Regions from separate parts of the Zea mays genome. Here region 1 is linked to region 2. Evidence: chromatin contacts called from public Hi-C data. All regions are on one chromosome and are shown on one strand. Each heading gives the region's core, a stretch centred on a gene start, on an enhancer-like site or on the middle of the called end of the contact. The rest is flanking DNA. Distances are from core to core; before and after follow the strand shown. Region 1 holds the start of LOC103626622. Region 2 holds the start of LOC542153 (probable protein phosphatase 2C 45).

What was found. A called contact is a pair of places that touch in the nucleus more often than the background predicts.
Region 1: a contact with region 2 is called in a Hi-C map of ear, with 2.5 times the contacts expected there. The contact joins the promoter of LOC103626622 here to the promoter of LOC542153 in region 2. A contact is called at or near these places in 2 of 25 Hi-C or Micro-C datasets (ear and tassel).

Annotation. Positions count from the first base shown.
Region 1 is chr5:82,470,664-82,475,085 of Zm-B73-REFERENCE-NAM-5.0, reverse strand. It overlaps LOC103626622, which reads left to right and starts at 2,888. Exons shown (of 2, transcript XM_008647026.3): 1 at 2,888-3,097. The coding sequence starts at 3,038.
Region 2 is chr5:82,331,083-82,335,720 of Zm-B73-REFERENCE-NAM-5.0, reverse strand. LOC542153 (probable protein phosphatase 2C 45) reads right to left here and starts at 2,985. Exons shown (of 8, transcript NM_001319767.1): 1 at 2,601-2,985; 2 at 1,461-1,594; 3 at 1,238-1,336; 4 at 989-1,147; 5 at 689-775; 6 at 499-590; 7 at 232-306; 8 at 1-148. The coding sequence starts at 2,818.

The DNA.
Region 1 (4,422 bases), core at 1,639-4,138, 140 kb before region 2:
TGGTTGGTGAAATACCTACACTTTTTACCTTAGGTGTGTTTGTGCAATCATGTCGTATGATGTTGTTTTGTGTACTGAAATGCAGTCATGCTTGTTTGGAAATGATAATCTATTTACCATATCCAATTCCAGTCACATACTTATGCCATTTTAACTGTTCAAGATAGTTCAATTTTTTATCCCATGTTATTCGAGCATATCCATTCATTCATATGTTGTGTGTCCTCTTCTACCCACACCATTGCAGGCACCATCAGAATACCACATGGCTGCCAACTTTGGAGCAATAATGGCTAAAGAAATTCCTTGTCAAATCCATTAGCTAGAGGAGTTCCTGGACCCATGCCTCTGCTCCCTTTCCAGTAGAAACTTGCAGTTCGTTGTGAAGAGATTCATTGAATTGTTGCTGATAATACTCTTGTGCTAGAGGATATTCATGGCCTTAGGCAAGAATTATTTGTCATTGAAGATGAGATCCATATACTTGCCAAACAAATCATTCCTAGAGTTAGTGTTGATAATGAAATGGAATACAAGGATATTATCAAGGGTGGCATGAAAGAAGTGTTGGTGCTAAGTTATGAAAGATGGAGTTCGAAGCTTTGCGCAAAGAGTTGTTTGTGAAGGTTCAGTCATTGTACCGGGAGCTAGAGCAGATCAGATTTGAGAACAAGCAGATACCTGCTATAAGAGAAGGATTGCATGATATACAAGAGGAGATTTCGAGGGCTAGGTTTGTGTTTTGTGATCTTATGTACAATGCATTGATGTGGGAAATGACTCCATAATGTTATGCTTTCATTACAGATGTATAATTTTAAACTTGAATGTTTATAAACGGAGAGATTAAGTTCGACGACAATAAAATAATTCTTTCCTTTTCTCTTCTCTTCTACTATATAAAGCATCGGTTTTCTTGATTTCATGGTCATCGTGTATCACCCTTTCCGCTTTATGCACTTTCCCTTTCCGCTTTTGCATGAAAATCATATTGTGAGGTCCTTATTTTGTGCTCCTATAATTGGCAGTAGTGCGGGTAATAGCGATTCCATTTAAAACATAAGATTATGATGGAGAGATTGTCTTATGCTTTTTTCCTAAAACACAGTATAAATGTAGATGCTTATGCACTTTGGCATATGCATGTAGGTCCTCAATGGCCACGCTTACAATAGGAAGTGTGGCGTGTACAACTTTGGAAACTACCTGTGGGAGATATACTGTTGTAACATGCCATACCCTGATCTCAGCTTTTCGTTCACCAGGTGAAAACAAAGACATGTCTCTGTCCCGTTCCTTGTTGCCATGTTTGTCACGGAAAGCCTAAGGCGAAATAAACTTTTGTACAAAACCTTAGGCCTGAGATATCGCATTGTTGTCCTAGCTCGCTAACGAACGTGCAATGCTGGGACACAAACCCGATGCTAGGACACAAACCCGGACAAGCGTCCCGAGATGGCGGAGGTGGTGTCCCTGGTGGAGGCGATCGACACGTCGAATGGCGGCGACGTGAACCCCAAGGACCAAACGCAGGGCTGCCTCTCGTGCTTTGGGGACAATCAATTCAAGTTCAACCAGTTGGCATATAGCTAGAAGATAAGATTTTGGTTGTTGCATGCTTTAGAGGAAATCAAAGGCTTTGTTCCTTTTTTTTGCTTCGTGGTTCTTTCAGACAAATGTAGCTTGTGAATGTAAAGTTGTACAGAAGCTGACATGGATAAACTAGCTTTATATATAGTTGGTGCCCAATATAGCCAAGCTTGTACAATGTTGTGGAACCCACAACGTTTCAGGCACATATAAAAATACAGTTGGTAAATGAATCATAGGATTGGTTCACATTCAAATAGGATATGTCAATCTCTACTTATCTCGATGAAGAAGGCAGTCTAGAAGATCACGAGGGAAAGGTATAAACACCAAACAAACTTTACTCGCAAATTCTGTTGGAACATGTTTATATAACTCTTATTTAAACAAGGAAAATGTATGTCCATAACAACGTATAGGTACCTAACTTACTACTATGAAGAAGGTAAGGGGTAGGCTGACCCTCTCTGGTTCTGCCTTTCCTATCTCCGACAAATGCACTCAACACTTTTGGCAAAACCATCCACGCCTGGTCTCCTCTAGCTCTTCCCCGTCTCTTGCTCCAATCGCGCAGCGCTCCGCATGCCACGACCTCTAGCCACCTCCCGCCCCCCGAGCCTGCCTCCCGACGCGATTCATGGTCGCACACACCCGATGCCCCGCCCCCGAGCCTGCCTCCCGATGCCACCTCCCTCGCGTGTCGACCTGACACGCAGAATTCGGTTGATAACATCACTAAACAATGACCTATGCATACACAAGTGTGACCCATCAGTTGATAACATCACTAAACAATGATCTATGCGTGTACAAATGTCACCCGTTGCAACGCACGGGCATATACCTAGTAAATCATATGATCACATAACTTAATAGTTAAATAAACAATAGTAAGAGAAAGATTTTTTAAGTTAAGGTGAGTTTTATTAGATGGTAACAGTGGTATGATATGGATAGTATATACGTGTCTATACGCGATGGACAGAGATTCTTGCACATATAGACAGACCTACGAATAAAAAAAAATATTTTAGATCGTCTTTATATTGGATAAACCTACGGATAAAAATCATTTTATACCATCTTTATATCAGATAAAATCCGTTAAATATTCGGATTTCGAGCATCTATTAGCACGTGTGGGTGTATGCTCGCATGGCCAAAGGTAGCCTAGCCCAGCGGGTAACCGGATTAACCGCGGCTAGCTACCCTCCGAGCCGTAGGTGTAGAAGAGCGGTCGGGGACGCTGCCACGTGGGACACCCAGGCCTCTCTTAAACCGGGCCGGTGTGAGCTGCAGGGCTCCTCCACACTCCCCCGCACGCCTGGCCTGGGCTGGCCGCTTCGCTTCCCTGCGTCTCCCCTCCACCGCGTCGCGTGGGCCGTCTGCGCTGCGAGGGCTTCAAATGGCCCTCTGCGCCGTCCCTTCCGTCTAGCGCCCTGCCATAATGCACACCCAGCCATCTTCTGATCCTCCTGACACCTCCAACATGAAGGTCAAGCTGGAGGTATGCATGTAGTTTTTTTTTTGCCATTCATCATGATTTATGTATGGACCCTTTTTTTTAACAATTCATACGAGAGAGCCAAACTGTTGCGTAATCAAGTTTTTCAAGTCCATTCGTATATTAAGAGATATAAAAACAGAAGATTATATGAAGGATTTTGAAAATGATAGAAGTTATTTTTATACTTCTTAATATAGAATAAACTAAACTCGAAATTTAATGGAGCGTATAATAAACTATATCTTTATTTTTCTAAAAAATACATAATTTTTATGTTTTAATTGTGCCAAAAACATAAGCATGACAATTTTTTCTTTATATAATAAGTTAATAAAAGGCATTTTTTATTAATTGTCTATATATGTGTTTGTTTATGTTATTAAACTTGATTCATAAGGGTGCACATGAGGGCATCGTCAAAAGAAGAAAGACGAATAAAATAATTCTTTTATCTTCGACGTCAATATATAATATTCAATATCTAATAAAACGATTTAACAAAAAATCATGAATGACTTAACAATTAATAAAATTTGTTAAATTATTGTGATACGGCGAATAACTCTCCTCTCCCTATATACTAGTCGGTTGCCCGTGCGTTGCGACGGCTTACAACAATATCCACTTAAACGATCCATCAAAAAAATTTCAAGAATTTTTATTGATTATCTCCGCTCTCTGTATAATATATTTTTTGATTTGGCTAACTGATGTTATTGTTTACTCCATGCAAATATGTCTTGGTACAACACGGCCAATGAAGTGAGCGATTAGAAGAGAGTTCACAACGATTAACTGAATGAACAGAGATTATAAAATGACATAATTCCATCATACATAGACCAAATAAGATAAAGCTTGTGAGATCAAGTTTATAAAATAAGTCCCATGAAGTCAAACTTATAAAAAAAGATAGATCAAAATATGGAGTGATTGCTAAAGTCAGGCATCAATAAAAACTGGATCCGCTCCATATAAATTACGCTACTTCGTAGCAATTATTAACGTTTAAAACCAACAAATAACCTTTCATGTTGCTGTTAGTGTGACAAATCATTGCTGCTCCATCCAATTTAGCAACCTCAAACACCATGTAGTCCATTGCGCCAATGTGGTCTCAGAAACGACCTAATGCTTGCAAGAGCAAAGAACGTCGTGCCGTGCTTGGCTGTAGCCTCGGCCCGTAGTGCTGGCCCGGTCCGATACGATTATTTTTTATTTTACAAAAAAACGTATATACCTATATACAATTTATATTCAATATTAAAAACATCTTAGCGTGATGTTCTACTGGTTAGACAGTTTCACCCAGTGTCTCCCGCCCT
Region 2 (4,638 bases), core at 1,736-4,235:
CGCCTGATTTATCACCGGTAGTTCCATATAGGAAGCGGACGATGACAACGGTGATGTTATCAGAGCTTCCCCTTCGGGACGCTTCTTCGAGAAGCTTGTTTGCTGCTTCCTGGGGGTCCTGAATAGGCTTGACCATGGCAACAGCTTCCTGGAAAAATACATAACGTCAGGTAAGAGTGACAGACAGACCAATTGCACTGAATGAATATATTTAGCAATATCTGTAGGTACCTCATTAGTGACAACATCCCAGAGTCCATCACTAGCAAGGATGAGGAATTCAAGGGAGCTGTCGACCACCTCCTCCTGATTGTAACAGCAAAAATCGTTTTCAGATGGCTACAGGGGGTGTGGGTGATGTATGACATTGCTAAATGATGGAATCCCCATTTTTAGGCACTTATTACAAGTTTACAACCCCACCATATTCCCTCAAACCATGATAGGTCTGAAAAACTATCCCGACAATCCGTAATAAAACATAAGTGCATGACAAACCTTGATTTCAGGGTCAGCGACAACATACTGCTTCAAGAGTTTATCACCAAATGCGCGAGAGACAGCAAGAACACCACCCACTCGCCATGTCCCTACAAATTTCGAAAAATCAAGCAGTAGAAGCAACAGTAATGGCACATATTAAGATAAGATAGTTTCTTTTTATAGATAGAATCAGAGGAATCACTACCAGCCCACATAACAAAGCCCCCTGCGTCCTCAATTCTTTGTCTCTCATCTGTCTGATCAGGTTTGTGATCCCTTGAAACCGCAATCGCTGCAGCTCCGAGATGGGGAAAACATAACAAAAAATATCGAATACAAGTGGAACGTGGTTAGCTTGGAATCCTGATATTCAGTTTATCCATTCGTCACAAGGAAATACTCGTCCAGGAAAATACACAGCATATAATAATTTGAAAGTTTCCGATACATGTGGAAGTATAGGAAAAGACATTGAGATATGTCATGTTACCAACGAGAAACTTACCTTGTCCTCCTTTAGAAATAACGGCTCTAGAATCTCCAACATTTGCAACAAGCAAACGGTCACCTACAATAATAGCTGTTGAGGCAGTTGAGCCAGCATCTCGAGTTTGACAGCTATCAGCTTTCAGAAATTCTGAATCTGTGAGGTTGTAAGTTTCGGCTGCAGCAAAAATAATACAAGGGTATCAAGATCACCATATCTCAGTGTACAAGTCAAAAGTCTACAATAGTTAAGCTAATATGAAAGTACCGATAGCAGCCTTGGTATCAGTGATGAACTTTGGGTGTTTGATTAAATTGCTGAAAAGGTGCTGCTTAACATACTCAGCTGCTCGGACTCCTCCATGACCTACAGAAACAGAAAACCATGCCCTCAACCTTACAACTCAAACTACCAACTTCATCAGAGAGTGGTGGCATTAGGAAAACCGCGGGAATTGATATCACTTCAGATGTCGCTAGCGAATACATACCATCATATACACCGAACATTCCAATTTTCTCTCCATCAACGTCGTCTATTCTTGCCTCATAGAAGTCCTCCATCGATGCTCTTTTACCAGGAGAACTCGCAACTCCATAAATGAACCGCCCATTTTCATTATTACTGCAAGGGTAACGTTCTGTCAAACAAGTGTGAATTCGGATTATGTGACACTGCACACTGTTAGTGTTATATACAAGACAGAAAATCAGTACAAGGAATTTCCTATGACATTAATAAACTGATTGAGCTGCTATGGAGTTTTGTATGCTTTATATTTCGGACGAAAAAGAAAATTCAACATCTAACTTCCATAAAGTTCACCAGAGTAACAGACACTCTTTAGTCTTTATTTCTTTGTAGTTAGCTTGGAATACCATCTAACACATGAGTATAACACACAAGTTATGTTAGACTAGAAAACAAACACAAGCTTGTCAACAATTGGCCACCAAATCAAATGTAGACAGACCTGCACGCAGAAAACACATCTAGCTAGTGAGGACTTGTACGTAGCACTTAGTATTCAAAGAGCAATGATGCGAGGAATGTCTTGTTTGCAAGGGGGACATTCAATGAGCCAATACATCGGCAAGGCCTGCGGATATGGTTAACTTGCACAACAAATCCTGTAAAATCGTCAGTTAAAAAGACACGAGGTTCGGTTTAATAGTGGACATTAGATCAGCCATGTATGACCAAAATCTTAATAGATCCTGATGCTTGGCACGCAAAAGTAAAAAAAGTGACACCGGAATAATAGTCCTAAAATCCAATCGTGCGACGAGGCAGAAGAGAGCTCCCGAACGATCTGATCAGTAACCCGCCATCGTTCGACCCTCATGGCCAACATGATCAAACATTAACAATTGGGCAGATCCAACTGAAAGGCTGGGCCTGTCGCGCCCAAGCCCGGTGCCTAATAATTCCAGTGTCCCGAATCCACGGCCACGGCGCAGCAGATAGAGGAGTATAATTCGTCCCCGCTGCCATGGATCTCGGCTACGAGGCGTCATAGCCTCCTGAGAAGCTAGCCTCTCGTTCCCCACGGCGAAGTCAACCAGATGGATGGGGGCGAAAGGGAAAGCGGGAGGTGAAAGAGGAAGGAGAAGGGAGGAGGGAGGAAAACCTGAGGTGGGCGGTGTCCGCCGACCCGTCCCCGGCGAGCCCCATGCGCGCCACCTCCGCGACGCCCTCCCGGCCCTGGCACCAGCAGGAGGTGGAAAAGGAGGCCGCCCGCCCCGGGAGCAGGAGGAGGAGGAGGAGCACCACCAGCGAGAGCGAGAGGCGCACGGATGGAGGTGGTGGTGCTGGTGGTGGTGGTCCCCACGGTCCCTCCTCGCGCATGAAAAGAGGCGCACAGGGAGGGGAGGGAGGCGAGCCGGGAAGCAGGGGGAGGAGGAAACGGATGGACGAGAGGAGAGACGCCTGCTGGGCTCGCTCGCCCCGCCTGCTTGGGGAGAGGAAAGGGGAGAGAGGAGAGAGGAGAAAGGAGAAAGGAAAAGCAGCGGAAGAGTGGATGAGAACGATCGGCGGGAGGATGACGTGGCGGGCGCGCCGCGACTGGACGGACCCGGTCATCGCCATTCGCCACCCCGGTCCCCGGCCTCTTTTCTCGCCTCCTGTCCTGTCCCCTCACGAATCACGAATCACGACTAAGGGGGTGTTTGGTTTATAGGGACTAATATTTAGTCCCTAGATTTTATTCCATTTTAGTTCTAAAATTACCAAATATAGAAACTAAAACTTTATTTTAGTTTCCATATTTAACAATTTATACACTAAAAAGGAATAAAATGAAGGGACTAAACATTAGTCCCTAGAAACCAAACACCCCCTAAGGCCGCACCACCACGACCAGGGGCGGAGGCCTCCGACCGACTACCCTAAAATTTAGTCTAAAAAACAAACTATCACTTAACGTTTAGTCTAATTTAATGATTTAAAAGTATTATGAAATATTTTAGTTATTTTTATTATGTACCAGATCGATGAAAATTATATATACGTGGTGCCAGATTATACACTATTGTATATGTTAAAGTTTTATTTCTAACTACTCTAGATTCAAATCCTAGGTTGCCACTGCCCACGAGGCCACGACTCACATCGGCGACTTCTTTATGGAGGCTCGGGTCCTATGGTCGTTTAAGACAACGTGTTTAAACAACATAGTCGTCGTAGATCTTTGATCTAGACTCCGAACCCTCCCAAGAGCAGTAGGGACGTGAGAAGTTGTAGAAGCATGTTCCCTTCCCAGCAACCGAACACACAGAGGAACAAAAGACACAGTGGATCAAATCTCTATCTGTCTATCTTTATTATGAGGGATATGGATACATATATAACATGTAAACCCACTGAGGGCAGTTTCGGTATTAGCCCATTAAACCTCTTTTAGGGTTTCTTAACACTTGACCTTGGGCGAATAACGTGACGACTTATGTCTCATCAAAACTCCGAAAAACCCAGTGAGAAAAAATGGAGAAAGAGAGCATAGTTCCACTCGATATATTGCACTTGTTGCCTCGTTAAAAACCATATGTGAGAAACTTCAGAAAAACTCACAATGGGAAAAAGAGTACAACGGGTGTCTTCAGGACAACTATAACCTTCAAGGTGTATAATATACGATCTTCAGGTCGAATTGTAAGGGCTGAAGTTCAGAGGTGATCTCCCCCTGAACCCTGCAGGTCTCTCAAATGCCTCATCCCTATACCTCGTACACATTTTCTGAATGTGACTGCAGGTAAGGATTTAGTGAATAAATGAGCCAGATTATCACAAGACTTGGCTTGCAGGATTTTTACCTCACCCTCGTTCTGGAGTTCATGAGGATAAAAATACTTAGGACATATATACTTAGTCATATTGCTCTTAATATAGCATGTTTCCATTTGTGCAACACATGCAACATTATCTTCATAGATAATGGTGGGGGTATTTGCGGTGTTATAACCACATGACTTCTGGATGTAGTTAGTCATCCGTCGTAGCCAAGCACATTCTCGTGCGACTTTATATAGTGAGATTATTTCTGAGTGGTTAGTAGACGTCGTTACTAATGTCTGTTTGCATGATCTCCAGGATACAGCGGTGCCACCACATAGAAATACAAAGCCAGTCTGAGATATACCATTATGGGGATCTGACTGATATCCAGCATC